2 separate regions of the Sus scrofa genome follow, and region 1 is linked to region 2. Evidence: chromatin contacts called from public Hi-C data. All regions are on one chromosome and are shown on one strand. The core of a region is the stretch at or near the end of the contact, and the rest is flanking DNA. Distances in the headings are between cores, read along the strand shown. Region 1 overlaps TEAD1 (TEA domain transcription factor 1). Region 2 overlaps TEAD1 (TEA domain transcription factor 1).

Region 1 (4,321 bases), core at 543-3,042, 110 kb after region 2:
ACCAACTTTTTCAGCTGACTTTTAACAATCTTAAAGTTGATAAACTAGAGGAAGAGCTTTATTTAAAGAAATAAAGAAGAAGATCTAAGTAAACAGTTCCCAGTGTTCTCTAAGAATTTAGACTCAAAGAACACAATCTGTCTACACAAGGATAAATGCAGTTTTATTAAGGGAAACACACAGGCTTACACATACTCTTCAAATAGTGTACACTGTACACACAAAGAAGCAAACACAAATTCAAAGGGGGTAGAACAACAGGGTTACCAGTGGGGGACTGCTATGATTTTTCGCTCAAAAACTGAACTATAAGACAGGCATGTGCTGGAGACAGACTTGGTCTGTCTTTCTCCAGGTATTTCAAGGGGAGCTCAAGAGGAAGACCACAGAGAATCATGTGCTAGAACTACTCTAATAATTTTCAAAATAATTTTTATTAAAGAAACAATCAATTGAACTACTTATAATTGACAAAACCAAGCCCCTTGGCACCAGATGTGTTAAAGGCCTCCAAGACCACTGTCGTTCAAATTTATTCCAAATATAGACCTGAAATCACAAACTCCAGAGCAAAAGCAGCAGTGTTCTAAATGACTGAACAACTCCCATCCAAATATCCCACATTTCTCGTTTCAGAGCGAGGGGAAAATAAGCAAGGGTCAAGAAACACAATTTCTAGAAATTCTTCCATCACATGAAGGGAAGTTTTTAAGATCAGTGCGACTTTTAAGAAAGCTAACAGTTGCCAGGGATTAAGGATCCGGCATTGCAGCAGCTATGGTAGAGGTCACAATTGCCGCTCAAGTTTGATCTCTGGCATAGCAATGTCTACATGCCTTGGGAGTGGCCAAAGAAAAAGCTAGTAGCACCAAAACCTATGCAAAACTTATTTCTACTGCACTCTACAGATAAAACATCACTTTTGTAACAATTTTTTTTTTTTTTTGGTCTTTTTGTCTCTTTAGGGCCACACCCGCAGAAAATGGAGGTTTCCAGGCTAGGGGTCCAATCAGAGCTGTAGCCGCCGGCCTACACCACAGCCACAGAACACAGGATCAGAGCCGTGTCTATGACCTACAGCACAGCTCACCACAACACCGGATCCTTAACCCACTGAACGAGGCCAGAGATCGAACCTGGATTCACTCACCGCTGAGCCACGATGGGACAATTTTAAAATATATGGCTTAGAGTTTGATTTTTTTCTCACTACTTGAGCTTTTATCAAGCACCTGAATTTTAACAGTTATAAAAATAAATGAAAATTCTGTTCCTGTCCATAAGGTGCTCACAAGTTGGATATCTATCCCCAAAATGAAAGAGTTTAATAAAAAGGCGATGCAAATTTCAATAAGGGACTTTTAGTAATAGAAAAAAGGCCCCAAGTTCTTTGTAGTGATATTTTATTTTCGCTAGTTAACAAAATTAATTAATTAACCTAAGCAAAATAATCTAAAAGGGAGATGCTGCTAAACCCACAGTTGTAGAATGTGACCCAGAGCATTATTTACCAAAGGACCGGCCGGGTGACAAGGCCTGCACAAGCTATCAATAGGCATCAATCTCCTCACTTCACCATGAATTCATATCACTTTGTTAACTTTCATAGATTAAAACACTGCAGGCCAGTTCTTGATTCAATTGGTAGATAACTACTGCTTCCTTCCCTCCCCAAAACCACACATTCACTTTAACTCATTGGAATAATTTCTCAAACTGTGGGCTGAACTCAAACTGGGATCTAAGTCCGGACACTCTCCCATGAAGCTAATCTTCAACTAGAGGGCCAGAAGCTCTGGTTACCGGGATTTCATTCATTCCAACTCATTTAAGAAATATTTATTGAGTACCAACTGCCAGGGATTTTCTAAACACTGAGCAATTACTCTGGCAAATAAAACAGACATGGAACCTCCCCTTGCAGGGCTTACAATCTAGCAGGTGAATCAGAACATTAACAAACAAATTCTATTGGGGGAGATGAACATGATTCAGGTAACAGGCAGCTGGGAGAGAAGAGAGGATGGTATCCACTGGAATGGATGGCTGGTTAGAGTCTCTCTGAAGACAAAATCCTACAGAAGATACATTCTTATAACCTTCAAAACACCTGTTACAAATCTTGGTGTGACTGTTACTGAAAAAATGTTCTGGATAACTAGTATCTGTAATTTAGAAAAGATGAAAATGTTTAAAAATAGAATGAAGTTGGAGTTCCCTGTGGCCAAGTGGTTAAGGATGTGATATTCTCACTTTCAGCATGGGCAATGCTGTGGTTCAGGGCACTGCTGTGGCACAGATTTGATCCCTGGCCCGGGAACTTCCACATGGCCAAAAAAAAAAGAAAATTAGAATGAGGCTAAACTCACTTAGTGGAACCCCAATAAAGACAGTTTCTGAAAATTTTTTTGAACTAGACAAAGTGTTTCTAAAAGGATAAATAGACAAACAAACTTGTGAAAAAAGCCAGGGGGAAAAAGTCTTAAAAAGGAAAGCAAGGAAAAACGAGTTGCTGAATTAGACAGCAAAACCCCTCACAGAGCTATGGTAATTAAAGCCTCAGGGATAATAATGAAGCACTTTTGAATTTAGTTTATGGGTCTATGGAGAAAAGATTCAATGAATTGTGTTAGGACAAGCCAAGCATTAAGTTAAAAGAGACGGATCCCCACCTCACTCTTTCTACCGTACCAAATTACAGACGTATTCAACTATGTAAAGTATATTATGACTTTGTCTTTTTTTTAAGCAGAAGACTTTTTCCCAGCAATTTCACAGTAAGATAGAGTTTTGCATCCAATGAAAAACCTTAGAAACCATAGAGGAAGAGATGATAAATCTGATGTAAAAATAATTTCTACCTGGGAAAGTTATGTAACAGGGAAAGTCAAAAGGCAAATGAACAAACTAAGAAAACATATGAGCAATTACCTCACCCCACAGTCCGCTGAAGTTCTGCTGAGACATTAGCAGTGCTTCTCAAATTTTAACATGAGTAATATTCACCTGGAGTCTAGTTAAAATCAGAACTCCAACTTGGCAGGCCTGGAGCAGAGTGGGTGTCGGGGTGGGGGTTCCCTCAGATTCTGCATCTCTAACAAGCCTCCAGGAATGCCAAGTAGCTACATTTTCCAGAACTGTTCTACCTAAAGAGACATGGGGCTAGAACTGAGTGGTGCTCAGATACCTCAGCAAGAATCACTTAAAAAGGCTGCAGAACCTTTGTCCAAGCTTCATCACTGGACATTCTGATTTAGAAGCTCCAAGGTGAACATCAGTATTTTTGGTTTTATTTAACTCCTTGGGTGGCAAAGCTATTCAGCCTGGTTTGAAATCCAATGGACAAGATCATCTGAGTCCCTTCCTACTCTGTCTGTGCTCTGAATAATGCAGAGACCTGTCTGAGCTGGAAGTTTTAAAAAACCATTCCTTTCCCACCCCCAGAACTCCCTCTCCCACCTTTCTGCAGCCTTGTCCTAACACATTTCCTTTCACAACAAAGGCTGACGAAATTGAGGGACCACAGCAAAGGAGGCCCACAAGCATGCTTAAGTGGCAACTCTGGGATGGTTTACCTGGTCACTGTTTAACCACATATTGGCTGTGTGATTCTGGGCAAGCCTCCTAATCTCCATTTCCTCACTTACACAAACCAAGTTGTTGTGAGGCTTTAAATGAGCTAACCTACTGAAGTACTAAGTAAATTGTAAAAAGCGTCATGTATACATTAGTTGTTTTTTAATAGATCTGTGACATCTGGGTCTGAATACCTCACACCCACGTCCCAGTAAATTTCTATATTGTCCCTCTTTCCTATCCATTCTCAATTTAAGGGGAAAAACTCTCCAGGTTTCCATTTTCTAAATATACAAACTAAACAGGCAGAACATAAAACTAAAAACAGAACTACTATATGACCCAGCAACATCCACCCTGGGGTGTGTATCCAAAAAACATAAAAAGACTAACTGGAAAAGATACATGCACCCCAATGTTACACAAACCCTGATGTTCATAGCAGCACTATTTACAACTGCCAACATATGGAAGCAACCTAAGTATCTATCAACAGATGGCTGGGAGTTCTTGTCGTGGCTCAGCAGTAACAAATCCGAAGAGTATCCATGAGGATGGTTCAATCCCTGGCCTTACTCAGGGAGTTAAGGATCTCGCATTGCCACGAGCTATGGTATAGGTCACAGATGAGGCTCAGATCCCAAGTTGCTGTAGCTGTGGTATAGGTCAGCAGCTAGAGTTCCAATTCTACCCCTAGCCTGGGAACTTCCATATGCCGTGGTGTAGCCTTAAAAAGACCAAAAAA
Region 2 (4,273 bases), core at 7-2,506:
CCTAGGCTTTGTCATTTTCCTGGATATAACTTGAGGGTCTGATGATACGTGTATACCACCAAAGTCTATGTAGCCCCTCGAACCAAAGCCTCCCAGAGCACTGCTACACACCTCCTCACCCAACCCTTCACCAGGGATGGCAAAACCCTGCCACCAAATCCTGACCGAAGGCCATCATGCCACGTGACAGCAGGACAAGAGTTGTGCCTGTACATCAACAGACCTGGACTGCATTCCGAGATCCCGAGCAGCTAGCAACTCCTTAGACCACCAACTTCCTATCCTTAAAATGCAGATAGTAGAGCCCAGTTTTCAGGGTTGCTGAGAAGGGACCAGGAGACCCCACTCTGTGAAACACCCGGCTCAGTGACTGGGACATGGTAGGCGGTCAGGAAATGCAATCTTCTTTCCCTTTCATCTTCCACCTCCCCTTTCCCTAGCAGCTCCTAAAAATCCCAGCATAAAGGCACACACAGTTGGCACTCCATCAGCAAAAGCCATGGAAACTGTTATCTTTGTTGCATGGCTTATGAAAAGCCATAGTTCCACTTCTATTTATCAACAAGACACCCAAAGTTGCCCTTCTCTCACACACAGTCAGCCTAAATCACTTAAGCCACAGGTAAGAACCCTTCCTCATTATAAGGAAAAACAAAAGCCATGCTGACTAATTCACATGCAAACCCGAAATCCCTCATCCAAGGGCCTTCAAAAATGCCAAGACCCTCGGGGAAGTGAAATTTCCTCAAACATACAGTGGCTGAGAACACCCGGGATTTCGAGATGACTAATAATGGAAATGTACCATAAACAGGGAATACTGAAGAGCTTAGAAAACCTCTCAGGGGAAGGGGCAGGGGGCGGGTGGAATCCTCATAATTCAGAGCTTGGTGGGGAGAACGGCAGTTTTTTGCTCAACAGCAACCAAAAAAAAAAAAAAAAAAAAAGGTGAAAATGTTAGGCCCTTGCAACTTTTGTTTTCGCAGAATCCAGAGCTGGTCCTGTTAGGGAGAAGGCTGCCCGGCTTCTCGCTACCATGGTGTTTTTTCTATCTTGACAATTCACTTCCCCGACAGGCACGCCGCCAACTCAAATGAGACTCAGAGCAGTGAAAAGCCCTTCAGGTAAACAGTGTGATAAGCTAAACTGAAAAACTAGACAATGTTTTTGGACTACGAGGTAGTTGCTATGGAGACAGTTGCTAATTAACTGCTTTCAACCAGGAGAACAAAGGGCTCGGGGCAGGCAGGCCTCTGTATCTCTGAGTGAGCAATGCTCCCAGGCCTGCGCCATCGGCACACCGCTCATATCTGGAATACCTGAGCCCCGGCTGGGTCTGCTGCGTGCCTGAGGAAATGACCAGAGTGCATTTTCTTTATCCCAACCTGGGCGAACGGCACCTGGCCACCAGTACCTCGGGGGGAAGCAAGCTGCACAGGGGAGTAAAGATTCACTGGCACCCACATGTCATCGACCGTGTGCCAGGCACTTCCATAAATAGTATCTTCTTTGCCATCAGAGGCAAAACCGAACTATCTAAAGAAAGGGTTAGAGGGAGAAACATATAACTGTTTTAAATGATATCTTTTTTTTTTTTTGACATGCATTTTTAAAGAAAAAAATAAAACTTATAAACTCAAAGGAGAACAAATTCTTCCTTGTGGGGGAAAAAGTAACTGGTTATTTCTCAAACAACCAAATTCATAATCATTTCCTATCTCTAAGCCCCACACATTGTGGACACTCGATAAATAATAACAAAAAACTCTACTTGTACTCTTGACTTATCACTGATGGATTTTCTCCTCTGACACCGGCCCACGCTGACCCAGCTGCCTGGAACATGGTCTCATCTCTGGAGGTTAAAATCGGTGCCCTGAGACTGAAATGATCTGTTCTGAAGGGCTGACCTTTGAGCTACATCCAGTTAAAACCAAAGAGCTCTGCTCCCTTCACAAACAGTTAATCTCAAGTGGGAAGTGGGAAAAGAGCTGGGCATATAACTACCTCTGCTCACGCCACAGCACCCCGAGAGGGCCTGCTTCGGCTTACGCTAAGTATATCCACATTCAGTAAAGGTCAAACCCGACCAGGCTACAGTGTGATCCCTTCTACTGGCACAGAACAACTTAAAAAAAAAAAAAAAAAAAAAAAAAAAAAAAAAATTCTAAGAAGCAGTAATCAATATAGCCTGTGAGCCACCCACCTTCATTATTGAGACAGAATCTGGATTAAAGCATGTTATGATCCTGGATGAAACATAACAATGTGATTCTCAATTGGACTCTGTCCAATGATGAGGCAGCACTGAAATTCATTTAAGAGCATGAGCTTTGGAAGCAAACAGGCCTGGATTTGAACGAGGGCTGCAATATGGACCTCTCTGGGCTTCTGACTACATGTCTGCAAAACAAGGACACTAATACCCACACCTCAGGAAGTTACTGCAACAATTTCAGCGAGTGAAAGTGTTTACTCAGGTTCCTTGCCTATGGCAGGTACTCGAGGTATCGTGGATATTAAAGCCTCCAGTGATATACTACTTTTCTTTAAAAAGGGGCAAAACTATTGGTGGCCCTATTTTTCACCTGCACAGTCAAACTCATGATAAGAAAAAAGGAGAGGACTTGCAGGCTGAGTTGGGACCCCTGCCACTCACCACGAAGCCTCTTCTGTCCATAATATCCCATCCACACCAATCACCAGCCAGAACTTGACAAGTCTTCCCTACAGCACAGACTGCAGGCTTCACTAACAAATCCAGCCTGTTTCTAGGATAAACTCAGTCCTTTCTTGTGAAACCAAGGACTTAAATTCTTGTTTTGCAGATGGCAGTTTTTCCCTAAGTCTTCCAGCCCTGATTCCTCCCTGGCTGGGCTAAATGTCATCAGTCACTGCCCAAGGGCATCTCACCTCTTCTCATTTCAGTCACTTTCCTCTGTTCCTTCCAGGCTGGCATTCAGCAGTCCCCATCCACCGTCCATGCATCCATCATCCACACACACACAACAGAATTTACCAGCCACCACCTTTGTGCCAGGTGCCTGCTGATGCTCAGGATACAAAGATGGAACCGACTCCATCAGAGGGGCGTTCTTAGGCCAGTGCAGTACAGTTAGACCCAAGATTAGCACAGATTTGCCCTGTGGTCCTTGGGAGCACAGATGAGGGCAAGGGGAGATCAGATGCCCCATCACAGTATCCCCAGAGGAGCAGATGTGGCTCCTGAGGCTCTTCTTCCTCTTTGTGCCACCATTCGCTTTCATCACACCCACTGGTGTCCTGTATTAAGCTGAGCAGGGAGTCGGGAAATGAAGGGAGAGGTGGGGGTGGGGAGAGGAGAAGGTTGCACACTAGGGGACATTCCAATTGGATGCCCAGCTCTACAGCATGGCTTGCTGCCTCCCCTCAGCCCCTGGGCCCGATCTCTAGCTGTTGTTCTATCTCTAGAACAACAGGGCCATCACTGTGTTTCTTGGCAGTCTCCCCCAATGGCCTAAAAGCTAAGAGTAGAGACTTTGATTGGAAGCACTTGCCATGGTGCTTGGCATAGAGCTGCTCCGGAAAAGCTGGCCACACTCAACAGAACTGAGGTTGAGAGCATGTGAGTGATTTAGGCAAGATCACAGAGCTAAGTGGTAGAACTGAATTGGAACCCAGAGCTCTGACCCATTCTGCACGGGGGTGACTGCAGGATCTTCCTAGAGGGGACTATTTTGTGCCAGAAGCACAAGAAGTAATCATCTTCAGACTTGGGTATTTACATAACAAATGGGTTCTCTCACCCTACTTTGTAGGCCTGGGCAGGAAGAAATGAGAACACTCCCATAGTGGAAACTGTATGTAATTATTAGTATTTATGCACATATTCCCTGGGGTGCCGAAAATATCAAGGAAAACCCTGCAAAACTTTCAATCTTAAATCAGCAAAAATTCCTTGTGACACCTCATAATCTCCTCTCTTTCAGAAAGAATCCATTCTCAATCCCCCTACTTTCAACCTTCGGCCATAGAGACCTCGGATATGGATTAAAAACACCATTTTCGATCCAGGTTAAAAAAGCAAAGCATGTCAAGGAAAACAAATAGAGACTAGAGAACTTTCCAAGTTACAAGATTATTAGTGTGGGAAGAGCAAAGAATTAAGAGGACTTGGGTTCAAATTCCAATGTACTAATCATGTTAAGGCCACAGTCCAGTCTCTTAACCTCCCTAAGCCACTTATTTCATTTGTTAAATGGAAATTAATAATAACTCCTCTTACCAGGGTTGT

Evidence for each region. Hi-C and Micro-C count contacts between places; a contact is called where the count stands out from the background.
Region 1: a contact with region 2 is called in a Hi-C map of liver, with 2.8 times the contacts expected there. The contact joins two enhancer-like sites. A contact is called at or near these places in 4 of 47 Hi-C or Micro-C datasets (embryonic fibroblasts, liver and skeletal muscle) and 1 of 2 datasets of contacts at active chromatin or transcription factors (skeletal muscle).

What each region holds. Positions count from the first base shown.
Region 1 is chr2:46,640,794-46,645,114 of Sscrofa11.1, forward strand. All of the region lies in intron 1 of TEAD1 (TEA domain transcription factor 1), which reads right to left. Among named protein-coding and RNA genes, the nearest start is that of TEAD1, 27 kb to the right of the region's middle. Within about 2 kb of position 1,793, at least 3 of the 83 cell types and tissues checked have an H3K27ac peak or open chromatin away from gene starts, as enhancers often do. A contact at or near this core is called in liver, where this site is marked.
Region 2 is chr2:46,536,280-46,540,552 of Sscrofa11.1, forward strand. The region is part of intron 2 of TEAD1 (TEA domain transcription factor 1); the gene reads right to left. Among named protein-coding and RNA genes, the nearest start is that of TEAD1, 130 kb to the right of the region's middle. Within about 2 kb of position 1,257, at least 46 of the 83 cell types and tissues checked have an H3K27ac peak or open chromatin away from gene starts, as enhancers often do. A contact at or near this core is called in liver, where this site is marked.